Linked DNA regions of Gossypium hirsutum: region 1 is linked to region 2. The links are chromatin contacts, called in public Hi-C maps. All regions are on one chromosome and are shown on one strand. Each heading gives the region's core, a stretch centred on a gene start, on an enhancer-like site or on the middle of the called end of the contact. The rest is flanking DNA. Distances are from core to core; before and after follow the strand shown.

Evidence for each region. Hi-C and Micro-C count contacts between places; a contact is called where the count stands out from the background.
Region 1: a Hi-C map of leaf shows a contact between it and region 2, with 2.8 times the contacts expected there. The contact joins the promoter of LOC107887329 here to the enhancer-like site in region 2. A contact is called at or near these places in 4 of 34 Hi-C or Micro-C datasets (callus and leaf).

What each region holds. Positions count from the first base shown.
Region 1 is chrA08:103,006,888-103,010,312 of Gossypium_hirsutum_v2.1, forward strand. LOC107887329 (reticulon-like protein B5) reads right to left here and starts at 1,778. Exons shown (of 5, transcript XM_016811521.2): 1 at 1,279-1,778; 2 at 625-805; 3 at 384-525; 4 at 220-289; 5 at 1-138. The coding sequence starts at 1,480.
Region 2 is chrA08:102,968,719-102,972,611 of Gossypium_hirsutum_v2.1, forward strand. It overlaps LOC107887330, which reads left to right. Exons shown (of 15, transcript XM_016811522.2): 14 at 107-486; 15 at 1,009-2,153. The coding sequence ends at 1,018. It also overlaps the pseudogene LOC121205049. Among protein-coding and RNA genes, the nearest start is that of LOC107887330, 7.3 kb to the left of the region's middle. Within about 2 kb of position 2,038, at least 2 of the 9 cell types and tissues checked have an H3K27ac peak or open chromatin away from gene starts, as enhancers often do. A contact at or near this core is called in leaf, where this site is marked.

The DNA.
Region 1 (3,425 bases), core at 528-3,027, 38 kb after region 2:
TTGGAATTTTACTAAGAACCTTGGCGTCAAAAACTGCATATTGTTTTTTAACCTCGATTGCAGCCTTCTCTGCAAATGGATCTACCTTATCCTCGTACTTCTCGTATAATACAGGTACCGTGTGCAGCAATACGAAACCTGATTTCATATAAAAGATAAATAAACTTCAGTATATGATATCATATAGATAAATATACTAAGAAAAGTCAGTGTCATTACATATATAGAACAAGGTCAAGAAGTTGCACCAACTTCCCACAATTGACAGAACCCAGAATGCAGCTATAACCTGAAAATTCAAATCAACGAATGGAAACATAAGTAATTCTCCCACCCATACTTGAGATGAAGCATATCCCCATACACACAAGAAATAAACACACCATAAGGAACTCCTTCAGATTTCTTCCAGATGCAATATCCCGCAGAAGTTTCAATCCCTGGTTAAGTTCAATTGCCAATGCAGAGGCAACTTGGAGGAATGGCTCCTCTGGCAAATGAATTTCGGGGATGCGAGGTGGAGACCTATAAAGAAAATGGGTGGGTGTCTTTAAGAAATCATACAATACCTTAGTCTAAAAAACCAAATAAACTAAATTTGCTGCAAAGACTGTAAAACTTTACTTGTGGATGAAGGTATGAGCATTGGACCACAAAAACAATAGTGCAAGACAGAGTATCGAAATGTGACATATTAAAGTAAGTAGGTGGTATTCAATCAACTCAAAAAGGACCCAAATTGCAGTTGCTCCACCAAGGACACCAGCTGAAATCTTCTTGTTCCTCCACAAGAACACATCAGCAGCTGCACAAATTATTACCAACAAAATAAGATGAAAAAATACAACATCAGTATTGATCTATGCTTTAATCTATTCACCCAGAATGCAAACAAGAAAAAAGGTAAAAAAGCAAAAGACCTAAAATGTTTTAAGGTTGCATCTAATGGCTTTATTATCAAGCAAAACTTCAAAGAAAAACAAATATTTTATATTTTCCAAAAAAAATCCATAAAAAATAAAAAATGGGATCGAGTTCAGCAATGCATTTTTCTAAACTATCAAACAGATCATAAAAGCATAAAATAAAATACAGATCCACTAATATAGAATCCAAGTAAACCATTTTAAACGTAACTGGACTATCTTTTTACTCTCATGTACATCAAGTCCACAAAACAAGCAAAATTAAAAGCATAAAGCTCTAATCTCCATAATAAAATTTGAAAATTGAAAAATGGAAAAAAAAAGTTGAAATGAGAGAGTTAAGAGTTCGTACGTTTTCCACCACCAAGCACATGATGAACTGGTCTCTCTCTTCCAAACAACCGATAAATCTTAGCCTTAACGGAGGAAGGGGAAGCCGGTTTCTCATGATCCGAATCCGAAGATGACGATGAATCATTGCCGTGAATCTTCTCGCTGATCTTCTCCATCATCGACTCCACCGCCGACTGCTTACTCTCCGAATCATCCGCCATTGCTACAAAAATTAAAATCCGAACCAAACCCTAAAAAGACGGATTCTCGGTCTCCGATTCTCACGGTGTCCAAAAAGTATCGAGGTGTGTGAGAGTTGAAGTAGGAAATGTAGGGTTTTATGATGGGAATATATAAAACGTCGATGTAGTCTGAGCCTGAGGGTTGGAGCCAAACCTGAAGGCTCGGAGGGAATTCGGAAACCTAGGAAGTTGACGGCGTTTAGATTTGAACGGGGTTATGGTACGGTGTGGTGGGGTGGGGTGGGGTCCAGCATAAATTGAATCCTGAAATGTTTTTCTTTCTTTTATGTGATGTAAGAGGAACGTGGGGGCACATAGGGGAGGGTCGGTGCAGGGTTTTGAGAAAGGTTCACCAAAATGGGACACGTGTCGATTATCTAATGGATAAAGGTGTGTCTTGGACGGCTATCACTCTTAGGGGTTAGCAGCAGTGGGCTCCACATTACCTTAACATGAAGGGTTAGTTCCTTTCCACCTTTTTAATTTCTATTAATATATTATTATACATTTTATTTTAGACCCTTATGTTGAATATTGGAGTTGCGTAAATTATTTTATAAAAATTTTGAATTTAATATCTTATTTTAAAATATCGAATTACAAATAATTGATTATAATATAATGTATTTTTAGAAAGTAAATATTTTTTTACTATATTGTTTTGAAAAGAAGATGTATAATAAATACATGAGATTTTGAGGTTGTTGAAAAAGGCTCTCTTTATTGTTCTTGTCGTAGTTGTGTGTTTTAAATCTTACTTTAGATTCCAGCATTATATTATAATACCAATTTGAATTTGAGTTTGTTAAATTCACATAGTTATGAAATTATTAATTATTTTTCACGTGTTTTTATTGATTAAGGTTATGGAGATAAAATTTATAAAAGTTCTATCTCATTCTGTGCGGGATTTAATTCAAACAAATTATATTAATTTTATAAAGGTTAATCTACTAACTCAATAATATCGCTTAATGTTATTTTATTTTTACCAAAAAAGGTTTAAAATAAATATTATTTTAATTTTTTTATAGATGTGCTATATGGAATTTTTAAAAGGTGTTGGAAGAAACTTCATTGGTAGGATGCAATTGAATCGAGTTAAGATATAGAAAGTTCTAACTTATTTCGAAATTGGGTTTATTTTCAAAATTTGAGTTTGAATCCAAAAGGAGAACTTCAAACTCCTTAGATTTAGTTAATTTACTTAGTAAAAATAGACTAAATTACCATAGTTCAAATTAAAAATCTATTATTTATATTTAAACTCGAGTTCAATGGGTTTACAAGCTATTTGAATATTATATTAAGTTATTTGAATTTGATTCGTTCGATAATTAAACTATTTAATCATAATTTGAAAGTTCGAAATGGAATTATGATAAAACATCATGGGATAAGCATGATAGTCGAAATAGTTCCAATACCCAATAATTTAAATTTTGTTACAATCAAAATTTTGATATGTTTCACTTAATTTAAGTAAATATCAAATTATATTGATGCATATGAAATGATATAATATTTTAATATTTTAAATTATTATAAATATCTTATTAAGTAGACGTCCATCAAGATTAAGATTATTTTTAATGTACTTTAAATTCTAATAGTCATTAGAAGTAGATCTCTACTTCATTTATACTTCTTATGCATATAAATAGAGACTTTGGAGAAGCTTTGTAAATACTCCAATTGATCAATAAAACACACTCTCTCTTTGCTCTTTCATTCACTTTATTCTTTATTTTCTATCTTTTTATTTTATAACATGTTATCAACATTATTCTCTTTTAATTGTTTTTCTTCATAAGTCACAATTTTTTTTCCCTTTTACCAAGCCTTACCCCTTTCAAGCAACAACCAATGCAATAGATGGCCACTTAAATTTGCTACTCAAGTTGTTGTTGATTGCCTTCCAGAG
Region 2 (3,893 bases), core at 788-3,287:
TTATGAATTCCATCAGGATATTGCAAATTTTTTAGATGGTAGACTACATTATTTTTCAAAAGTCGGTCGATTCTTTTGTTGACATTGTAGTGGTTGTGTTCTACAGGACAAGCATTGCTATTCACGGGTGCTTGAGCTGCTTATAAATGTTTGGGCATATCACAGTGCACGTCGGATTGTATACGTGAATCCCGAAACCGGTGCGATGCAAGAATACCACAAGTTCAAGGATCGGAGCGGTAAAATGTGGATCAAATGGTTTTCATTCAACACTTTAAAGGTCATGGATGAGGATTTAGCCGAGGAAGCAGATTCTGACCACCTAAAAAGACGATGGTTATGGCCATCAACAGGTGAGGTCGTCTGGCAAGGTATTCTTGACAGAGAGAGAAATCTCCGGAACCGGCAAAAAGAGACAAGGAAGCAGAAAAGCAAGGACAAACTAGAGAGGATGAGGCATAAACACCGTCAAAAAGCATTAGGGAGGTATGTGAAACCCCTTCCTGAAGATATTGAGATCTCAAATTCAACAACAGTAACATCAGTTTAATTTCATGTCTGTTTTTTGCATCTTTGGCAATAGAACCTAGTTTGATAATTCTTTAATTTTTGATCTTCTTCTACCCTTTTCTTTTGCTTCTATGCCTTGTTTATGTCAGAAAGGATGCATCATTTGTTTAAATGTGAGTATTTTTGTATTTAGCTAACAGCATCCTTCTGGTCATTAATATTCATGAATGGCTCCAACTGTACACTAAGTTTTACCTCTCCTTATTTTCTGCCCCAATTCTAAATTTTATTTTTCGATATTAAATTTTGTCTCTTTACTTTTAACTTAATTCGATATTCTGTTGACATAGAACATTAAAAATATCATTATAGCATAAAGCTCATAGCACGGTTACAAGATTAATAAATAGCAATCAAACATGGCTTTTGATAGAAGAGCTGTATCCAGTTTGGTCATCATAGTACTTAGACCATAGCATAACACCTCCGTACTTGCAGGAACCTTTGATAGCAGGGAGCACTTTTGAGGTAAGATCAGCTACTGGAATGAAGCCGCTTCCGGCTGTAGCCGGGGCTGCTGGGAGTCCCAAGAAAATTTTAGTTGCAGGAATGTCTGTAGTCCATTGCTTCCATGCATCTACTAGATTTCCAAAACTTCCAGATGTGTATTGGCATGGTGGATTGTTATAGAATTGAACCCAAACGTAGTCAAATAGACCAGTTTTCAGGGCACTCCCGACCCAAGCATCAGGGAAGGAGCATTGAGGTGCTGCGGTTAAGTACACTTTTTTATCGCGTTTGCTGTATTCTGAGAGGTACTTTGCAAGGTCATCCCAATGTTGGATCGTTCCTCCTCCAATATCAAAGTCGATTCCATCCAAAACCGCATCCCCTAATGGTCGAGAAGATGATGTTCCCCCTAAAAAGTTGTTCCAAAGATAAGTAGCCACCTCCCTAGCATCTTCAGCCGAGGTAAGGTAGTAGCTCCCAGCACCTCCCCCGATTGAAAGCATTACCTTAATTCCTTTCGCCTGACATGATTTAATGTCGGAACTCAAACTAGTGCAGCCATTATGTAGGGATCACAATGACCGGCAAGGTTAATCATCGGTGTCTGACCATTGCCAAACGTCGGAAGAAAAGCTATGTTGACAAAGTCATATCTACGAGTGGCACAAGTCTCGGCCAAGGTACCCTCGTATCCGTTCTGACCCCAATAAATAGCAATTCCACCAGCATCAACAATAACAACCAGTAAGAGAACCATTGAGCAGAAAAAAGCAAGTGAGGTTGCTGGAGTTAATGCCATCTTTGATCCTACTCTTGTATGTACTTAAATTATGATGCTTGGGGGTATTTGTGAATAGCTGTTATATAGAGAGGAGAAAAGCATAGGGTAGTAGAGGATTTGTTTGGAAGTGAATTTCCACGTCTTTACACATTCATCTTCCAACATTGTTTACTGTTTACTATTGGCTCCTTCCCTTTAGTTGAGTGTATATGGTGAATATCAAACGTGGCTCACCATGTCCACTGCAATGTTTGGTGGTTGACCAATAAAATGTGGTGTGGAATGTAAACCCTTAGACGACTACTTGACTTCTCCATTTCAGAATGTTTAATGGCCGTATGAGTTAAAAATACAACGCTAGCTTTTCACATTAGGCGACTGTTAAAAAGTAGTATTCTATCTCAGATGTTTCATACACAATTTAAAACTTGTAGTATTTGGCTAGCGATAAGTTATGTCCTATAAATATCATAATTATTCAAGTAATATTTAACGAATGATTGTGTTTATTATCCAAATAGAAACTTATTTGATAGTTATGTTCTTATATAGAGATACGGGAAATTAAACAAATTTCATTCGTAAGATATGCAAAAGCACACCAAAAATGGAAAACAGAAATTCTTTCTTTTCCTTCATCTTTTACTATTTTCAGATTGTTTGATATTCATGAAATTAACTAAAAATTTGACTAAGGCAAGTGCACTTGTAAATTAATAGTATTATAGTGAGTAAAGATATTGTTCCCATGAAGACTAAAAGTGCTAGTAATTACCCTTTTTTATTATTTAATCGATTGATTAAAAACTGAAATTAACTAAATTAATTAACTAACAAATACGATAAAAAATAAATCAGGAAAATTGATTACACCCAAAAATCAAAATAATACCCAAGAAAGAATTCACCTAGATTTCATTTGTAACTATCAATCTAAATTACACAATTTTTGTACTTAGTAACTTGATCTGTAGAAATTCTTAAATTATGTTAATATCTCTTTCGAGCATGAGAGTAACTGACTCTAGGTTAATTAATTGAAATTTCTTTCTAATTAAAACCTCTATTATCATATTAACTTATGGTATGTATTCCCTTATTAGATTTGACTCTAATTCGATATATTTATGTCGTTCTATTTTTAGAATTGCGTGTAACTCTACTCAATTAAGCAAGAATTAGTTCAAACAACAAAATCCATCATAGGTATCTCCCTTAGGTATTTAGAAAATTAGTTCATATTTAAAAATAAAAATATTCAAGATACAATATAACCAAAAGAAATAAAAGAAACTCATGATAACTTCTAAGAAATCAACTGGGAATATTTAATCTTGACCGAAATCTACTTCAAAGTTGACTTCAATGGTGTTTTTCGAGTTGTTTTTTTTGAATATTTTATGATGGCTCAATTCTATCTTTTTATCTTTATCATATATACATCTTAAAATGCCCGAAAAACTTAAAAATTGCGATTTTTCGTAGTTCGGTGTGCAATCCTATGAAAACGACACGGCCTACCATACGGGCGTGTGGAATGGTTTAACTCATGTGGGTCACACGGCCGTGTGATCTAGTCATGTGAAATGGTTTAGCTCGTGTGACTCTATCAAGCATTAAAACATGAATTTAAATGATTAATAGTATAAAATTCATAACTAACATCGAATAATCACTTAAAACGCATTAAGAATAAGGTTAAAACATATTACTTTTAGCACTTATAATTATTCTATAAAGAAGTATTGGAGAAATTTTTCATAAAAATTGATAACCTTATTATACATCGCTGAATAATATGGACACAAATAGAATATTAAAAAATGACATTGATTAATTTTTATAAATTTATTTTTATTATCACGCACCTACAACAACTATTGTCTACATTGTTTGAGTGTTCAATCTAGAAGTTAGGAATTGTGTTTGTATTATGACCCCTTTTCTTTTCATTGTGACATACCCCTTAACAGAGTTTAGAATTTATGGGCCTGAGATTGCGGTTGTGCGTAGGGGTGTTTAACTCCCCTTCAAATCCATTTTTTGAGTTATTTACCAAAATAGGAAAAAAATATCAAAATAATACAAGAAA